Linked DNA regions of Ovis aries: region 1 is linked to region 2. Evidence: chromatin contacts called from public Hi-C data. All regions are on one chromosome and are shown on one strand. Each heading gives the region's core, a stretch centred on a gene start, on an enhancer-like site or on the middle of the called end of the contact. The rest is flanking DNA. Distances are from core to core; before and after follow the strand shown.

Region 1 (3,461 bases), core at 528-3,027, 43 kb before region 2:
ACAGGGATGGAAAGGATGCATAACCTGGGTGTCAGAACCCACGTGCTTGGCTTGAGCAGCCCTCAGAGCAGCTCTGGGAAGCCAAGCACTTCTCTATGGGGACGGAGGGGGCTGCCAATGCCCAATTTGTCCCTGGATTTGTGTCCTGGGACGCTGGACACATTTGTGAGAAGATTGCGATCATTCCAAAAAAGCAAGGTTACCAATGAATGAAGACAGGGAACTGAAGCAACATTTTTGAGGGAAAAAGCCCTTATGAAATCTGACCTCTGCAGCTGGCACCGCTCGTTCTCGGTCTTTATTAAAGAACACAGGCAGGTTGTAACACGGCTATAGGCCGAGGTTGACGCCATCTGGATTCTGCCTTTTCACCTTGACATTATTTTATGCTGGTTTCTGAGAGACGGGATTGAAAGCTGATTTTCTTTTCAGTGTGATGGAGTGTCAAGCCACAGGAGTATCCTGGGGGCCCTTGGTGCTAGAGAGCATTCTAGCCACCTTCCTTTTTGTTTTTCTCCTTCCCTTTTTAATGTTTCAATTTAAAAAATCTAAACAGACTTCATTAAAGAAAAGTTTTAGACTTACAGAAAATTTGAGAAGTTAGTGGAAATATAGCCCACACCCAATTTCCTCTATTATAAACATCTTATTCTACTGCAGTACGCTTGTCACAATAAAAGCAATACCGACTCACTACTATTATGTGAAGCCTGTACTCTGTTCAGGTCTACTTGGCTTTGCCTAGCATGCTTCTGCTCCAGAACCCCACCCAGGACACCACTTTGCATTTGTGCCTTAGGCTCCCCTGGCCTCTGACAGTTTCTGGCCCTCCTAGCTTTTGATGACCGTGGCAGTTTTGAGGAGTGCTCGTCAGTTAAGGTATAGGATGATCCTCTGTTGGAATTGGTCAGTGTTTTTGTTCTGATTAGACTGAAGTCATGGGTTTGGAGGAGGAAGACCATATGAGTTCAGTGTCATTTCCATCACAACCTATCAAGAGTATGTGCTCTCAAATTAAAACTTGAAAACAATTATTTTTTTGTTTAGTAGACAGGATAGAACTCCAGTGTCCCTAGCCACAAGGGACTAGTTCCACCGAGAAGTAAACAGTGGGGACTCAATTTTGAAGACATTTGGGGAAAGGGAAAATTGGCTTTCTGTTAACTGGCAAAATGTTCCAGTGGGACTCTGTTTATGTTGAAACGTGTTATGTTTTATATGTACACATATATGGACCAGGGGGCTAAGATGGTAAAGAACCTGCCTGCAATGCGGGAGACCTGGGTTCCATCCCTGGGTCGGGAAGATCCCATGGAGAAGGGAATGTCTACCCACTCCATATTCTTGCCTGCAGAGTTCCATGGACAGAGGAGCCTGGTGGACTGGGCTGTATAGTCCACGTGGTCACAAAGAATCGGACATGACTGAGCGCCTAATATTTTCACACTTTCGTATATGGACCAGAGTCTCTGCTGAGTTTATAAATTAAGACACGATGGTTGATGGAATCTTGATTTTTGTTAACTTATCCCAATAAAGCCTACAGAAACTCAAAAACATATGAGAGAGAAGAATATGCTCTCAACATGATTGATTCCTGGGCACCTTCTCTTCTGAGATCTCATTTAATCTTCATAAAAACCCTCTGAAGGGGCATGATTGTGCCCCTTTTCCAAAGGAGAGAACTAAGACCGGGAGAGGTGAGGGCCTGCGCTGGGGCTGCATGGCTAAGCAGGCCTCCGACGCAGGACTGCTAAGCTGCTTCCTTGTTCGGCACCTGGCTCGTTTTCAGTTTTTTGCTTATCATAGGCTCCACTGCTGTGCACAGCCTGGTTACTTTCCTTCGAGTTATTTCCTGAGGGTGTGTCCCCAAAGAGGGATTACTAAATCAAAGTGTGTGAAGTTTTCACTGCCAGATGGTTCTTGAGAAAGAGGGAACCCATTCACAGGGCATGAGCAGCTGTGTTCCTGTTTACCCACATCCTCTCCAGGACTGTGTTTTATCATTTTTGTTTATCCTGTCTTGTTACTTTATCACATACTTTCTCCCCTCAATGACTCGCTGCCAAATGACAGTTGGCTGTTTGCAGAACTCAAAAATCACTCTCACAGGATAAAGATTCGGCTTCTCTGACTTCATTTAAAAGAATGTGCCTCAGGCTGGGCAACATTTCTCAAAATGCTGGCTGGGGCACTAGACAGTGGCTTCCTCTTGGGAGAGAGCCACGAGCCTCCTAAGGTGACTGCTCTGCTGTTAACTCGGTCATCAAGCATTGTGTCATTTTACACATGTGTTTCTTTTGACCGAGATTCTGATCCATTTCCCCTTTAGACACTTAACCTGCGGATGGTCATTTACAATGGACATGGAAGATTGTCCCCCCAAAGTGACCTGGTGTCTCCACAGCAGGTTCAAATTGCCCATCGTGTCATTTTATCATGGCTGGTTGGCCCCCAGCGTGCATTTCCGCTAGGATTTGAGGAGGCTGGTTTCCCAGAGCAGCAGAGGTCAGAGTTTCCGAGGTGACTCAGCCGGCTGGCCTCTTCATATGCGAGTTCTCTGGTCAGCTGTCCACACCTAAAGGCAGCAAAAGTCAATACCCTGTAGGTGGTCCCTTTGGGATTATAAGGAGCGCTGTCCTCCCAGAGGACTCAGTGCCTGGGAGCTGACTCACCCTGGTGTAGACATGTCTCTGGGTACCATCTCTAGCATTTCCAGTTGAAGAGCCCCTAAAGGGCTCTGCGGCCATCTGGCTTTAGGCATGCCTGACTCGGGGGCTCAGAAAGGATCCTCAGGACCCACCACCCTCTCTCTATCACCATGAGGTCCTCCTGTGTGGTTGAGTTTCACATGTTGCTCCGAGGGGCTCTGGCCTTTTCTGCCCCTGGCAGCCACCAGGCGATGGCAGCAGCTTCTGACCCTGTCAGGCCTCTTCGGCTGGTCCTGAACCACTCCTGTGCATGTGTGGGAGTGGGTGGGAGGGGAGGGGTCCGGTGTGCTGAGGGGCTTGTTGGCTGGGAGAGAGATGACTGCCCTGTTCTCTGGCTGCCCCTGGGAAGTGAGGCCCTGTGCCCCGGGCCTGAAACCCATCCACTGTTCTCCAGAGTGAGGTCTGAGGAAGGACCAACTTCCACCCTGGGGGCAGTGGAGGGGACACTTGCCTGCAGTGGGGTGGGGCAGGGCCAGGCAGCTGCCAGATGCCCCTTGGTGAAGTGACTGCTCTTTTTCTCCTTGCAGATTCCAAGCCGGGGAGGAACCCGATAGTAAGTAGCCTTTCCCTTGCCCCCACCCCAGCTTTGTGCCCATATGTATGATTCTTCCTCCATCAGAGCTTCTGGTTCTGACAGTGACTGGGTGGGTCCCCCACGGCCCAGGTGCAGATTCCCCTGCAAGTTCAGGCTGGGTCTGCCCCACGCAGGGAGCTCTGAGCGCGGTGGGGCCTCAGCCAGGCCCTGGCGGG
Region 2 (3,344 bases), core at 634-3,133:
CTACAGTCCATGGGGTCACAAAGAGTCGGACACGAAGGAGCGACTAACACTTTCACTTTCATAGGATCACTAGATAGAGGGTTTGCTTTCCTGTTGGGTTGGCTGTCACCCACCTCTTGGAGTCCAGCTGGTGGAATTGAGTTGGAAGGTGGGATCCCTGGAGGATCCCCACGGTTGGGGTGGTGGTGGTGCTGTTGCTCCCTGGCATGGGGAGCTGTTGGAGGGAATGAGTCAGCGGGACCCCCTGGGTTTGAGGTGTGCAGGGGACATCCACGGAGGTGTCACTCCGCTCCTGGTCTTGGCTCTCTCTCAGGGATAAGGAAGTTCTTCAAACTGCTCCCAGACAAGCCTTGTAAGGGCCAGGAGGAATCTTCATGCCAATTTTAGAGGCTGACCCTCTCTACAGAGTTAATGTTGTGGGCTATGCTAGCCTCGCCCTCAGCATGGCCCATGTCTCAGAAATGTGTGGGAACCAGGTAATTTCCCAGTCTCCTGACCAGGAGGTGGGATTTTCCATCCCCCAAAGGTCACTTCCCAGTTTCTCACTCAGTGCTTAGAAGCATCATCCTTACCATCCCTGGGGTTGGTGGCCAGAGCAGGGGGTCCCCTGTCTTGGGGCAGTGAGGGAAGAGAACAAAGTCCTCCCCACCCTGCCCCCCACCGAAATACCCTGTGTACTAGGGGCAAGGACTCCTGGGGCGGGTGGAACTTTTTGGTCACTCAGGGCTGGTCCTGGTATTAGAAGCCCTGGCACTCAGAGTGGCAGCTAGAATGGGTGCTCAGACGTAAACTCCAGGGAAACCAGCCTTTGTGGCCCCTGGCCTTGGCCAGGCCCCTCTGGGCCCCCACAGCTTCCTGGACAGTTTTCTGTCCCAGTCTCTGTTTACTTGTTTGCTACCAGGACTGGGGACTCAAGGAGGTCAGGGCAGGGCCAGGCTCACTCTGAGGAGGGTATGAAGAATGTTTAAGGATAAATGAGCAGATGAAGACTAGAAGTAACAGCTAATATGCACACAGAGCTTACTAAGTTACTTAGATACTTACATTATAAGTTTACCTCTATATATAATATATACTATATTGTTGTTTAGTCTCTCAGTCCTGAGGGACTGTATGCAACCCCCTGGACTGTAGCCTGCCAGGGTCCTTCTGTCCATGGGACAAAAACACTGCAAGAATACTGGAGTGGGTTGCTATTTCCGCTCTAGGGGATCTTCCTGACTCAGGGATTGAACCTGTGTCTCTTGCGTCTCCTGCATTGCCAGGCAGATTCTTTACCGCTGAGCCACCAGGGAAGTCCGATATATACTACAGTATGTTTACTCCATAACTTTCAATCTTCAGACTCTCTTTGAGGTTAATGCAGAGATTCAGACTCAGGTGGGCCGGCTCTAAAGTCTAAATGAGCGAATAATCTAGGACCTCCCCACCCCCCCCCCCCCCCCCCCAACCCCCGCCAGCTGAGCTCGTGTCAGTTTGGTGCGATATTTTCCCCAAATTGTGCCCCGCTCCTCCACCAGAGTGGAGAGCCTGACGCGGGTGGGAGGGGTAGGTGGACGAGGGCAGGTCGGCAGGCAAAGCCTCGGGGCAACCACAAGCTTGGTAGGAGCCTGTCCCCCTTGAGGGTTTCCCGCGCCACCTCTGGGAAGCTTGATTCTAATAGGAGGGGATGTTAGAAGGAGGTTGCAGGGTCTCGGCGGGCGGGGAGTGGCTGACGCTGGAGGTCCGGACCCAGAGCCGAGGCGGACAGACTCCAGTGAGAGTCCGGGCTGTGGTGCAGGGCGGCCGGCGCGGGGCGGGTGCAGGAGGAGGGCAAGGAGGTGTGTCCGCGCCCGGTCCCGCCCCCCGGCCTGTCTCCGGCCGCGCACCGGCTTTCGCTTTCAGTCGCAGGCGCGGAGGCAGCGGAGCGGGAGCGGACGCTCAAGGGCGCGAGGGGTTGGCCAGCCCGCCCGCACCTATGGCGCCCACCGCCTTCTGGGCCGCGCTGGCGGTCGGTCTGCAGTTCTGGGCCGCGGGCCGCGCCGTGCCCGCCCAGGTAGGTGACTCGCGCGGCCCCGCGGGGGACGCCATCCCACCTACCCCCGGGTTGGCGCGCGTCCCCCTGGGGCGCCCTGACACGGGAGCTGGACTCCGGGCCATGGAAACAGGATCAGACGCGCGCGCCTTTGGAGACCTTAAGGGGACCTCGGGTTTGGCACACGTGCGCCCGAGGTCCGAGGTCTGGAACTCTGGACACCGCGGTCGGGGGTCGCACCCTGGTCCCTCAGCGCAGCCCAGGGCGTTGGTGGCCAGCCAGCGGGCTCTGGACACATCCCACCCAGACTCTGGACCCCAGCTCCGGTTACCCCTGCGACCCCTGCCCTCCCCAGGGTGGCTTTGGGGTGAGGGTAGGTGGTGAACTGTACTGGGGCGCTGTCCCCACTGCAGATGCCCGGCGCCTACTTCAGAAGACTTCCTCCTCTTCTGGGCAATGCTTTTCTTCTTTCTTAGAAATACTGGGGCTGCGCCTCTAAAAGAATAGGGCAGGTGTGCAGTAAGTGCCTAATAAGGGCACATTCAGACTATGGGCTGTCTTCCGAGACCTTTGCCCAGACCCCACTTCAGAGTCTGCCCTGTCAGGACTCTGGAATGACGGGGAGGAAGATACGGTCCTAGAGTTCCCCTGGTCTGACCTCCCTGAGGATCTGGGGACAAGGCTGAGGGCGGACTTCTGGGCTGGTTGTCAAGACTGACATGATCTCTAAGGGGCTCCAGGAAAATAGAGAGAGCAGAGACCCCAGAGCTGTTATTCAGTACTGACTGCAGTCACTAGACAGCAAGGGAAAGTGTGCAGAGGACTGCTCCTCCTTTGCCCTTTGTGGCTGGTAAGACTGAATGGTCCCATTTTGCAGAGAAGGAAAACTGAGGCTCCGCAAACTTGTATTTCATAGAAGGGCATGGGAGGGTGCTCTTCCCTTAAAGAGGACATCTCTTCCTTTCCCTTCTTGGCAAATGAGGAGGTCTGCCTTCATTCCTTCTCATGATCTTATGGATGGGTGTGTACTGACCCATCTGGACATCTTGACCAGGGAAGAAAGTAGGAGGTGGCATTGACTCATGTGAGGTGACTCACACGCTAAGGCTAAAGATACCTTAGAGTCCAGTTCTCCAGGGCAGAGAATGGAGGCTGTCAGATCAGAACAGACTCATTCACATTTGGTGTGGGGGCGGGTCGCTGCCCCAGAGATTGTTGTGTAAACAGAGATCAGGAGAGTCCCAACTCTGAGACCTGAGTATGGATGCCCATGGCTGTGGTCCCCAGCCTGCCTGCAGGGTACCAAGACTAGGGGCATTGTCTGCCTCGG

What was found. Hi-C and Micro-C count contacts between places; a contact is called where the count stands out from the background.
Region 1: a contact with region 2 is called in a Hi-C map of blood, with 2.4 times the contacts expected there. The contact joins the enhancer-like site here to the promoter of TNFRSF1B in region 2. A contact is called at or near these places in 3 of 16 Hi-C or Micro-C datasets (all in blood).

Annotation. Positions count from the first base shown.
Region 1 is chr12:40,832,522-40,835,982 of ARS-UI_Ramb_v3.0, reverse strand. TNFRSF8 (TNF receptor superfamily member 8) reads left to right here. Exons shown (of 15, transcript XM_027976068.3): 13 at 3,239-3,264. Among named protein-coding and RNA genes, the nearest start is that of TNFRSF1B, 43 kb to the right of the region's middle. Within about 2 kb of position 1,777, at least 29 of the 54 cell types and tissues checked have an H3K27ac peak or open chromatin away from gene starts, as enhancers often do.
Region 2 is chr12:40,789,589-40,792,932 of ARS-UI_Ramb_v3.0, reverse strand. TNFRSF1B (TNF receptor superfamily member 1B) reads left to right here and starts at 1,883. Exons shown (of 10, transcript XM_012187301.4): 1 at 1,883-2,035. The coding sequence starts at 1,958.